Regions from separate parts of the Sus scrofa genome. Here region 1 is linked to region 2. The links are chromatin contacts, called in public promoter capture Hi-C maps. All regions are on one chromosome and are shown on one strand. The core of a region is the stretch at or near the end of the contact, and the rest is flanking DNA. Distances in the headings are between cores, read along the strand shown. Region 1 overlaps NLGN3 (neuroligin-3). Region 2 holds the start of SNX12 (sorting nexin-12).

The links. Promoter capture Hi-C pulls out the DNA fragments that hold promoters and counts their contacts.
Region 1: a promoter capture Hi-C map of liver shows a contact between it and region 2, with 5 times the contacts expected there. The contact joins the enhancer-like site here to the promoter of SNX12 in region 2. A contact is called at or near these places in 1 of 5 promoter capture datasets (liver), 3 of 47 Hi-C or Micro-C datasets (alveolar macrophages, heart right ventricle and liver) and 2 of 2 datasets of contacts at active chromatin or transcription factors (alveolar macrophages and skeletal muscle).

What each region holds. Positions count from the first base shown.
Region 1 is chrX:57,202,671-57,208,710 of Sscrofa11.1, forward strand. NLGN3 (neuroligin-3) reads left to right here. Exons shown (of 8, transcript XM_005652652.3): 8 at 1-2,100. Among named protein-coding and RNA genes, the nearest start is that of NLGN3, 31 kb to the left of the region's middle. Within about 2 kb of position 4,216, at least 9 of the 83 cell types and tissues checked have an H3K27ac peak or open chromatin away from gene starts, as enhancers often do. A contact at or near this core is called in alveolar macrophages and liver, where this site is marked.
Region 2 is chrX:57,104,006-57,109,964 of Sscrofa11.1, forward strand. It overlaps SNX12 (sorting nexin-12), which reads right to left and starts at 4,631. Exons shown (of 4, transcript XM_001928070.5): 1 at 4,343-4,631. The coding sequence starts at 4,507.

The DNA.
Region 1 (6,040 bases), core at 2,966-5,465, 98 kb after region 2:
CACCTTCCAAAGATCTGAGAGGAAGAGATGACCTGCAAGACAGGCTGCATTTCAGCCTAATTGACAGTCAATGCTGAGCCCTGGGTGGCTGGAGTGTTCTTGGCCCCCTTGCTGACTGCCAGCCCTGAGACCGGCTAAAAAGCCCAGGTCCTTGTTTAAAGAAGGCCTAGGGATATGCTTGTATTTTTTTTTTTACATTGCAAAAATCCCTAGTGCCTAGAGTCTACCAGGTCCAGCTTGCATCCCTCGATTTATCTAGTTTCTATATGGGTCCTTCTGGGAGCTGGACACAGCTATCTTGGGATATGAACTTGTGATGTATGTGAAGGGCCAGATGTTGGTCGCTGTGGACGTCTGCATAGGAAGCAAAGATGGTTATGAGGATTACAGGCCTGGCCCTGTGTTGGTTTATATACTATGAGGGATAAAAGATACCCCCATTGGGGTGCATACTGTCAGGAAGACAAAACTGAACTATGATCACATGAATGAAATGGATAATGTGACTTCGATTGTATGTAAAGGTTAAAGGGGCTGGAGAAATTGCAAGAAAGGCTCTGGTGAGATCGGGGTTGGGTGGGCAGGTGGAATAGTGGGCATTTCAAATGGGGAGAAAGTCCTGAGCCAGAGCATGGCCAGAAGGTCTACACGTGCTCGAGAAGCCGTGAGGGAACTGACTTGAATGATGTAGAGGGTTCAAGTTAAATAGTGAGAAGTCAGATTGGAAGGGCAGGCTGTGGAGGTCCTCAAAACAACAGAGGATTTTTGGTGTTCCTGGATGAGTGGTGGGGAGCCCTGACTTTTCCTTCTGCTAGTGGTTTTACAGGGAGGAAACAAAACCTCCTCAGCAACCCTTGTGTTCCTTCACTTCTGTAAGGAGAAGGATTTTCAGAGTGGAAGGAATGAAGTGAGTGCCAGAGAGAGGCTCCTCAAGGCAATCTAAGCCCAGAGAGCCTTGAGCTGCTCTGAGCAACTCCATGTCACAGTCTGGGTCAGCAGAGCCCAGGGCATTGTGACAACCTGCAGCTAGGATTGCAGGACAACTGGTGATGACTGTGACAACCCTGTGGAGGGTGAGGGGGTTGCATACCTCCACTTCACCGAGATCAATAAGTTGAGTGTTACTGAAGGCAAGATTCTAGAACAAATTATTAAAAGGAGTGTTGGTGAGCACTTACACAAGGAAGAGAAGATCCCTCAGCCCCTGCATGGATTCAGGAAAAACAAATCATTCCCCACGCAAACTCATTTCCTTAGATAGGGTGACTGGATGGATAGATGAGGAGCGTGCTACCCCGACAGCATCCCTGGAGATCAACGAAACATTTTCTCGTCATCCTCTTGGGACAATGTGAAGAAATTCTGGGGAAACTAGGAGATTCTAAACCAGTTGAATGACTGCACACAAAAAGGGTTCTGTTTTAATGTCACTAGATCAAATTGGAAAATTACACATAGCTGGGAAAGAGAGCCAAAATGTGAGAGGACAGAATAAGAATTCATACAGATGTCAAGAGGCTGGTATGTTGGACTTGCTAGAGCAAAAATCAAAGTTTACAGGGACACATGCAAAGCCACCTATCTGAATTTCAAAATGTAACTGTAGGAAGTGAGATGTGTGGCTTAGAGGGCTTTAGAGTGAATGAAAGTTCATTGTGAGCCAGGAGTCAAAAGCATGGTTTGGTTGTTACGAAAAGTATTGTGACTTTGGGCTGTATTAATAAGGGTATGATGTCCAGAATAAAGGAGGTGATCATCTTGTGCTACTCTGCACTGGTCAGAGCACACCCGAGGTCCTCTGTTCAACGCGGGCATCACACTTCAAAGGAGATGTCAACAGAAGTACAGCCAGAGAAGGAGAGGTGAGAATAGTGAAGGGACTAGCAAATCCCAAGAAAAATTTGTCTACTGTCAGCAAATCACAACTGGGCTCATGGTGAAGAGGAAGCTGTAGATTTACTCTGCGTACAACTCCGAGGGCTCTAAGGTCTAATGGGTGGAAGTTACAGGAAAGCAGATTTTGGTTCAACACAAAGAAGAGGCTTTTTTTTTCTTTCCTTTTTATAATGAAAAAATGATAATAAAAGTTTTGGCTCATGATTCCAGCCTCTTGAAGTCCTTTTAAAATTGATTACCGGGGGAGTTCCCGTCGTGGCGCAGTGGTTAACGAATCCGACTAGGAACCATGAGGATGCGGGTTCGATCCCTGCCCTTGCTCAGTGGGTTAACGATCCGGCGTTGCCGTGAGCTGTGGTGCAGGTTGCAGACGCGGCTCGGGTCTGGCGTTGCTGTGGCTCTGGCGAAGGCAGGCAGCTACAGCTCCGATTCGACCCCTAGCCTGGGAACCTCCATATGCCGCAGGAGCAGACCAAAGAAATAGCAAAAAGACAAAAATATAAATAAATAAATAAATAATTTTTAAAAATAATAAAATTGATTACCGGAGTTCCCGTCGTGGTGCAGTGGTTAAGGAATCCGACTAGGAACCATGAGGTTGCAGGTTCCATCTCTGGCCTTGCTCAGTGGGTTAAGGATCCGGCGTTGCCGTGAGCTGTGGCGTATGTTGCAGACGCAGCTCGGATCCCGCGTTGCTGTGGCTCTGGCGTAGGCTGGCGGCTCTGGCTCTGATTGGACCCCTAGCCTGGGAACCTCCATATGCCACAAGAGCGGCCCAAGAAATGGCAAAAAGCCCAAATAAATAAATAAAATAAAATAAAATTGATTACCGACAGTTTCAAAAACAGAGAAGAAAAAAAATTCCCTAATCTCAACATCCCGATATAAATATTCTGCTGTGTTAGTAAGCCCTTTCTAATAATTGGTAATACTCTGTGAAATTAGAGGGACTACCCCAAAAGGGAAGCAGCTCCCCATCACCAGCGAGAACCAACGAGTGATCGGACAACCATGCCATGTGGGTGATTCAAAGGCAAAGGAAGTGTCTGATAAAGGACTGAGCCGGATGACCTCTAGCATTACTGGATTCTATGATACGTGAGCTGGAAAGTCTCATGATAAAGTATTCAGAAAAAAAATTTTGGAGCCTATGCATGGGGTAGGCTGGAAGCAGAGATAATAACGGGTGAAGAGGTACCTACTCTGAGGGCCACAACTATTTTCACCTCCAGCCCCGACCCCTACCCCTGAATTGAATCCCCAAATTACAGTGTCAGAAGCCGGCTTAATGATTGCCTAATTCCTCACCCTTATGATCTGGTGCTTGATTCCCTCTGCAACTGCCTTGCCAAATCGTTATCTTGTCTCTGTTTAAATACCTCCAGTGATGGGAATATCGTGTCCTTTCAAAGCAGACCATTGCATAATATTTGGTCATCTTGAACCATCATAAAGTTCTTCCTTAGTTTGAGTCAAAATATGTTTTCCCAGAACACATGCCCTTTGCCCCTCTTATAGAGCAAAACAAGACGAATCCTTCTTCTATATGATGAGCCTTCCAATATTTGAAAACTTGATCCCAAACCTCCGCTATCCCCTTGTTGATCCCTTCTCCAGGTTAAACAGCTCCTCTGCCGGTTCATACGCGATGATTCTGAAGCCCTCGCACACTCCTGGTCTCTGTCTTTTGTGCCTATTCCAGGTTGTTAATGCCCCTGTCCTTATGTGATGTCCAAGGCTAAAGAACAGTCCTGTGCTGTGGTCTACTGAGCAGAGAAGAAAGCACAGCTGTAATCTCCTACATCCTAGCCCCGAATTCATTAGCATTTCCAGGAGCTAGCATAAAAAAATCATGAGCTTACAGGCACTTCAAACACCTGAAACCTTTTCACGTCGAGTCACCTCTCTCCTACCTGGCACTTAAGCATTTGCTTTTGACGAACTCGACTTTGAAACTTTACGTTTCATTTTCCTGGTTCCTTGTGGCCTCTTGGGCTCTTCCTGAAACCAGCATCATGTCATTTACAAATTTGATCAGCATGCCATCAATGTCCTGATCCAAGTCCTTAATTAAATTATTGGACAGGCCAGGGACCTCCCTTCAGGCCTCCAAAGATCCATTAGTCACCGGCTGTGAATACACCTTACTGTCCTATCTTCACCCCACATTTTTTCCCCTTATCCACAAGGACATCTCACACCAGGACATTCTTAAAGTAAGATCGCGTTCTGAAATCCTCTTTGGAAACAAGGGAGAGGAGAGCAAAGGGAGCAGAGATGAAAGGAGCGTGACCTTTAGATCTTGCCCTCCCTTTCCCCCAGTCCCATGATGAGTTCCATGACCTCAGTCTCCACAAAGGAATTTCCAGCCACCAACTCAGGTAGAGAAAGTTGAAAGAACTGAATTTAGGGTCAGAAAGCCTGCACTTTCTGACACATCTCTGCCTCCTTCCAGCTGTATGACCCTGGGCAAATTCTTTAACTTTTCTCTGGGTCTGTTTGCTCATCTGTAAAATCGAGCTGAAAATACCTACCTCACAGGGTTGTTGTGAGGATTAAACGAGAAAATGGATGTGAATGTGCTTTGTAAACTATAAGCACCATACAAATGTAAGATATGATCATTACTTATTGAGTGTCTACTGTGTTCATCACTATAGGGTCTAAAAAGATAAAGAAGATATGGTCCCTGCCCTTGGGGAGTTCACAACTTTGTGAGCAACTGTAATATAAAGTAGAATAGGGCAAACGGCACAGGTTGTTATGTTATGGTAATTTTGAAAGGTGGAGGTCCCTTCAGACTGGAGGAAATGAAGGAAGGCTTCCTGGAGTTCTATCTACCCCTCAACAAGTGGGTTGGATCTGACAGAAATGGCTGAGAGAGGACAGCATTCCAGGTGAAGGAGCCTGGGAATGGGAACTTGTGCAGCACGTTTGAGGGGCTGGAAGCAGTGCAGTCTGACTGTCAGAGGCCATGAGGCTGGTGGGCCACATCACAACTTGTTTAGACATGGCCATGCCCATGAGAGAACACTCAGCCCTTTGGAAGGAGGCCCAGCATTTGAGCAGGGCCTCCTGAGTCTCATGTCTGCTACTCTTCAGCTGACCATCTTGGAGAAAAACAACTCTTCTGGAGAGTGGAGGCATCTGAAATGATTCCAAGAAAGTCACCATTTTCCTTATCTGCAGCTGGGAAGGGTGGGGAGTAAGGCTGCATTTAAATCCTAGGAATCTTCAGCTGGGAGATTAAGGACTCAAGTGTTTTTACTGAATGAAAGTTATCCACCATATCTAAAAGGCCTCTTATTTTTCAATTCCATGTGGGGAGCGGGGAGGGAGAGGAAAATAGTTCAAGGACTCTCAAGGTCCATTTCCTGCCAGTTTCTTTGGAGTGATGGTTATAATTTGGTGCCACCTGGTGTCCAAGATGGGATATAGCAGCCTCCTTCCCTCCTGAAGCCGCGCAGTTCAGAGCAGAGCGCTGTACTGCTGCCCAGCATCTAGGATGGGGCTAACTTCCTTCCAGCAGAGTAGAGCCAGCTGTTCCGAGGCACTCTGGGATGTGGGTAACAGAAAAGAAGAGGAAGAAAGGGAGAGTGCTACTCCAGGCAGGCCTCATCGCCATCCTTTCCTCTCTCGAGAAATCTATTTTCCCCAGGGTACCCCCGGAGATGTGTGTTTTCCCAAGCACTACAGGACTGTGTTTGCCCGCCCTGGCCCCCTCCCTCCACCCATCCCCTACTCACACACACTCTCTTACGATGGCCTGAATATCTGTAACAGACGCTACAAGAGCTCTCTTTCAGCCTGGACCAAGAGACATTGTTGGAGCCTCTAGGGTGGCCAAGGGAGTCACAACAGTAAAAGGGTCTGGTTCCCCCACGGACTCAGGTTTAAGTGTTTCCTCCTGAGTGAGCTATACTCTTCTAGAATGACTGAGCCCAAACTGTTCCATAAGAAATCTGCTCCCTGAGGCTACACTTAGACTTTCTCCAGCCCTTTTAAAAGATGGGGGGAGGGGAAGAAATGGGGGGGCTCGAGAAGTAGAACAGATGGTGGCCCCTTTTCCCCTCAAACCCCATTCTCGAACAGATTCGAAGCAATCACTAAGGAGTTCCCTTCATGGCACAGCAGAAAATCCGAC
Region 2 (5,959 bases), core at 3,381-5,880:
AACGAGATAAGCACCTCCTAGGTATGCCTTCCTCTGCTTTGCCTGTTCAAATCCTCTCCATTCTACAAGTCCCAGCTCAAGTCCCATTTCATCCAGAAAATCTGTCCTGACCACACCAGCTTTGCTTCTCTCCTCTGAACTCCTATGACACTTATACTTTAGCACTGCCTGACACACCATTGTTTTATGCATTATGTTAGTCTTGCTACATAACTAAATTATAATTTCATTGAAATCAGGATCCATGACTACTTCTACATCTCCCTAAAAGCAGACTATGCAAGTTACTCAATGAATATTCAGTTGATTAACAGAGACCCTATGTATCTGTTTACCCTCTCCTTATCCAGAAAGTGCTGCAGAAATTACATTAAGGTGGCTTACCACAGTTTGATCCATGATATAAATCAGCTTATTCTCACATCTTAATCATTAAGAATTTTCCATAAAAAACTTCAAAAAAGAATTTTCCAAAGGCTCCAATCCCCAACAATCCCAAAGCCCTGATCTTCACTCTTATCCACAAGTTCTAAATAGGAATGGCCAAACAAATGCATTAATACTGACTATATTTCCCACCAGCCAATTTGAATTGGCAGATGGAAATAAAAAGAACTACTTTCTCTCCTTTCTCCACAACTAACTCAGAGTGGAAAAAAAAAAAGCATCTTGGAGCTATGCTATAGCTTCACACATTCCTACGTCATGCTTTATAGTCCTCAAGTCTGGAAATTGCCTTTTCAGGATCTAGTTCTAGGTATACGGCATCAAAAGGCAAATAACTGGCCAACTTACATTAGTTAACAACTCTACTCAGGATTGAGGTCCAAGGAATGTCAATGGATGAAAGTGGAGTGTGATACAGGTAACATAATATTTTATTATCGAAACTAGTCCTTAGAAGAATAAATAAGAAAATGAGAACAGTGGCTTCTTCGGAAAGGGGAATCTCTGGAGGGCAAAGGGGGAGAGGAAGACTTGGTTTTTACAGTACAGTTGACATTTGAACAATACAGGTTTGAACTGCGTGGGTCTACATACACAGAGATTTTTCTCCAATAAATATAGTTTATCTTTTTTGTACCTTTTGAATTTTGTACTACATGCATGTATTAACCATTCAAAATAAGCCAATATAGAGAACATTCTCAGAATCCTGCACCAAATATAGATGTATATCAAATCATCACATTGTATACCTTAAACCTAGACAATGTTACCTGTCAATTATATCCCAATAAAGCTAGGGGTAAAAATATATCATGCAAGAAAAAGGCCCTTCAGTATCATATAATTCTAAGTTTCCACCAGAGTTCATTACAAATACTGTGATCCCCAAACAGTAGAACCTTAAATAGTAGGCTTTTACAGAAGCCAACAGAAGGCCCTAAGGAAAAAAAAAATGCTGAGCAGATTCTTCCAAGACACAGTGAAACCACCCACTGCCATTTTGTGGACTTCCTCCTTTGACTTACAAAAATGCTATTCTTTCCCTACTCCCCCCACACGATGGTGACAATAATGTCCTTTCATCTCAGCACCTAGCCATCAAAGGAAGGGGCTACTATGTACTGGGATACTCTCCCAGCTCCAACCTACAAATTATATGAGGAAGACAGGATTGTATAGTACAAGATATAGAGTCCTTTGGCTCTGATCAACACAAAATCAAGGGAAAGGAGAAAAAGGAGCAAATTCAAGTCCACCAGATAACTGACATTTGAATTTTTTATTTGTTTGTTTGTTTTTCTTTTTTAGCCACTCTTGCGGCATAAGGAAGTTCCAGGGCCAGGGATCAAACCTGCACCATAGCAGTGGCCCAAGCCACTGCAGCGACAATGCCAGATCCTTAACCTGCTGAGCCAGAAGAGAACTCCCAAAACCGACAATTGAAAAGCTCCATATATATCATGCGAAGTCACTAGGACATCTCTCCAGACTCTTTATTTCTTTGGGGGGGGGGGGTCCTTCCCTGAGCTATTATACAAAGAAAAAATGTCAGTACCATTTTCTTCTACCATACACAATGCCTAACTCTCAAAGCCCATTCTCTGAGTCTCAGGCTCCCTATAGTGCCTACCAATTTAAAACTGGATGATTTTACCAACTTTCCTCTTTTTTGATAAAATATTAAAATAGAATAAAATATTAAATATTAAAAGCCTATATAGCCATACAAATTAACATAAATACAAATTAACTCAAACCCACAGAATTAGGAACTGCAATCAACCCTATCATCGCTATACAATTTGTAATTGTGGAAAGGACTGATGAAAAGCTTAGTGGGTAGAAAAAAATTTGTACACTAAAGTTTTGCAACTAAGCATTGCCAAAGAGACTAAAGTGTAGTGGAAAGAGTATGATGGGCTTTGGATCAGATCAACCTGCATTCAAATCCCAGCCCTGCCACTTATTAGTTATGTGTACTTGGGCAAGTTAAACTGCATTCTTCCTGAGCTTCCTATCTGTAAAAAGGGTGTTTTTGTAAGAATTTGAAAACTAAAACTTGGAGTTTCCATCGTGCCTCAGTGGAAACAAATCTAACTAGCATCCATGAGGACACAGATTCCCCGGCCTTGCTAAATGAGTTAAGGATCCAGCGTTGCTGTGAGCTGTGGTGTAGGTCACAGACGCGGTTTGGATCTGGCGTGGCTATGGCTGTGGCACAGGCCAGCAGCAACAGCTCCGATTAGACCCCAAGCCTGGGAACCTCCATATGCCTCGGGTGCAGCCCTAAAAAGATAGAAAAAAAAAAAAAAAAACTAAAACGTAATTCAGTGCCTGGCTCACAGTAGGCACCAGATGAACAGTCCCTGCAGTTATTACTAGTCTGAAGAAGAGAACAATTCCGTTCATAATCCCTATGGTTCTTGGGTTATACATCAAGACAATGTCTTCAAAACCCTACAGCAGAGTTCTTAAAATGAACAAGTTACGCCCAGGCTTCCTCAGGTAATTAGGTTCTCTACCACTAACAATTCCCAGCTTTTATCATATTTTGAGGGATCTACCTCCCATTCTTCCCCAGAGAGATGATTTCGAACAGTCCTGATATAGAGAAGTTTTTCTCATTTTTTGCTATCAGCGTTTCTTCAGTTTGGACTTCTCCAAACTTGAATTTGGAGATGATCATTTCTCAATTTGATTTCAAAAACCCAGATGGGAGAGCACACTCTCTCATTCAATTCATTCAATCAAAAATGAAAGCACATACACTCTTTTAGGTCTTCAAATGCTGTTTGAGCAGCATGCTGTCCATAGAGAATATTCTGGCCCTCTAGTCTGAGAAGAAAACATAAGGAAAATTAGAAAACGGCTCTCAAACTTTTTGCCTGTAACCACTTCAATGGGGCCAAAGAACCTGCAAACCATGTACTCTGCACATTCCACCCTAGCGTTGTGGACTAAGAACTAGAGAATAAAGTCCTCTGTAGTGCACACTGGAAGAAGCCATTCCTGGGGCAGTCTTGAAATGTCAGATGTTAAAGTTAAATACAGACCAGGGATTAATATAATGAATCCAAAAGGTTAACCTAGAGCAGAAAGGGCAAACGGCCATTTATATACAGAAAACCCAAATGAGAGCCAGTAAATATTGAAATAAACATTCTGGATACTTCAAATCTAAAGGGTCAGCACAGGATGAGGGCAGCAACTAACAAGCCACCAATCTGAGTGCAAGGTCAGGTTTTCCAGTGAGCATGTAGTACCTGAGAAAACTTAAGCATAAAACACTTCTCTCCTTCAGATGTTAATTCTACGCAAGTCTGGGAAGCACTCAGTCCAAGGGGACTCTCCTAGAAGAGTCTCTCCACCAAGCCCACTGTCTTCCTTTCCTGGTGTCTCTCTTCCCTTTAATCCAGGCTCTGCTTAACGCCATCATCCAGGGAGACCTCATTAGGAGGAAGCCAGGCCTTCCGGTTCCCCCTCTTCAGGTTGACTTCCCACAACCTAGTTTAGTAATGGGACCCCCGCCTTGGCTTGCCATCACCAGCTCTTTTCCACTCTTCCTTAACCCCTTGTGTTGCTACAGTTCTGATCCCTATTTCCTTGAATATATCACTCTAATCCTCTCCATCCTCCCTACCGCCTTCAGTCATGCTTCATTTCTTGCTCATGGCTACTTGCTTTCCCTCAAGCCAGTCTGATGTCCCCCTCAGGAGTTTTCTGTATCCTCGGGCCACAACCGAATGTGCAGACCTCTCTGCAAACCTGTAACACCCCAACCCCCAAATGACCCCTCAAGTGCCTTCTCCACCATTAGCCGTCCCTATGGCAGCCTCCTCCCCGCCCAGCCGCCCGGTCCTCCCTCAGCTGTCTCCCTCACCCCGTGACTCACCCGCATGCGAACCTCATAGGTGGTGAAGCGCGCCCGGCCCACGCCCACCGTCTGTGGATTAAAGATGTCGATCTCCAGGAAGTTACTTGGCGGCCCGTAAGCGTCGGTCAGGTCCTGCGGCTTCGAGTTAAGGCGCCGAGTGTCAGCTACTGCCGTGTCCGACATCTTTCCGAAGGAGAAACCGGGACCGGGGAAGGGGGGGTGGGGGACAGAAGCCGGAGGCAGGAGCGCGCACGGCCCCTCCCGCTTGCAAAATAACCAGCCAACCTACTGACGGCGGCACCGCGTACGCGCGCCCACGCACGCACGCACGCACGCGCACGCTGCCGCTGCCCGGGGCCGGGCACTCTGAATAGCGGCCATGAGGTCGTTTGGAAGTGCTGTCGGAGGAGGCCTCATTCAGACTTCCGGGCGGTGTTACTGGCCGCCCCGGAACCTGCATTTCCAATACGCACACCCCTAGTGTCCTGGGAAGCACTATAGGCGAGATCCGCCAATCGCTGCTCCTCAGCCCAAGAAATTGTCTTACACCATGCGTCAATCTGCAGTGGGCACTGCCCCGCAAGCTTGGATTCTGCAGTGATAGGCCGAAGCCCCGTGACCTGAATAAGTACCGGTTTTGCACGAAAGTAGAAGGGTGGTCTCCGGAGGGTGGGGTTCCGACAATAGTATTAAGAACCTAGAACGCAGCCCAGCCACTTGTGCTACTGATAGTTTCAATTCATTTCACACGCAATTGAGCCCTATTTATGGTGCCAAAAAAGCAGTGAGCATGAGGTCAAAAAAGACGATTTCTCATTCTCACTTCTTAGGAAAATTTGGGCATATCTTTATCCTCCACTTGTTGCCACATAAAAGCTAATTTCAAGTGTTCTCAGCAAACCAAGGGCATTTCTTTCAATACCTTCTATTTCTATTCTGCAAAACTCCACACTTGGCACTCTGAGGTTGCTTGCTTGCAGCCCGTAATGGAGATAGAATATGTGTCTTCATGAGAATATCTATAGAAATACTAGTATTTATATGACAAATTTACACATAGCCCATTTAAAGGGAGTAGCGCCCATATCAATAGTGCTAATTTTAGGTCATCCTTTCTCCTCTTTGCACCAGCACTCTTCTGCTCAAAAAAAAAAAAAAAAAATTCCCATGTCATTTATGCCTGAAATTCTTTCAACGGAGTACAAGGTCCTATAATTTCACAATTAAGTTATTTAATTCAATTTAACTGATATCTCCTAAGCAACTACTCATGTGTCAGGCACCGTGCTAAATACTAAAGACCTAGAGTTCAGTAAGAGTCCCTGCCCTCAAGGAGTTAACATTCTAGAAAGGGAGATAAGTGAATAAAACTATGATAATGTGACAAATACAAAATAAATGAATGTTCAAAGCAGTGCAGAGGACATGAATACTTGGAGGAGTTAGGGAAGGCTTCCTGGAGGAGGAACTATGTGAGTTTGACACACATGAAAAGATGTAAAAGACAACCAGGAGTAGAAATGGGGAAAGGTAATTTCTTGCAGAAGGAATAGCATATGCAAAGGCATCCAGCTAAGAAACAGCATGATATTTTAGGAAATTGTCATCAATTCAGGTTGTGTAATGGAAGTACTT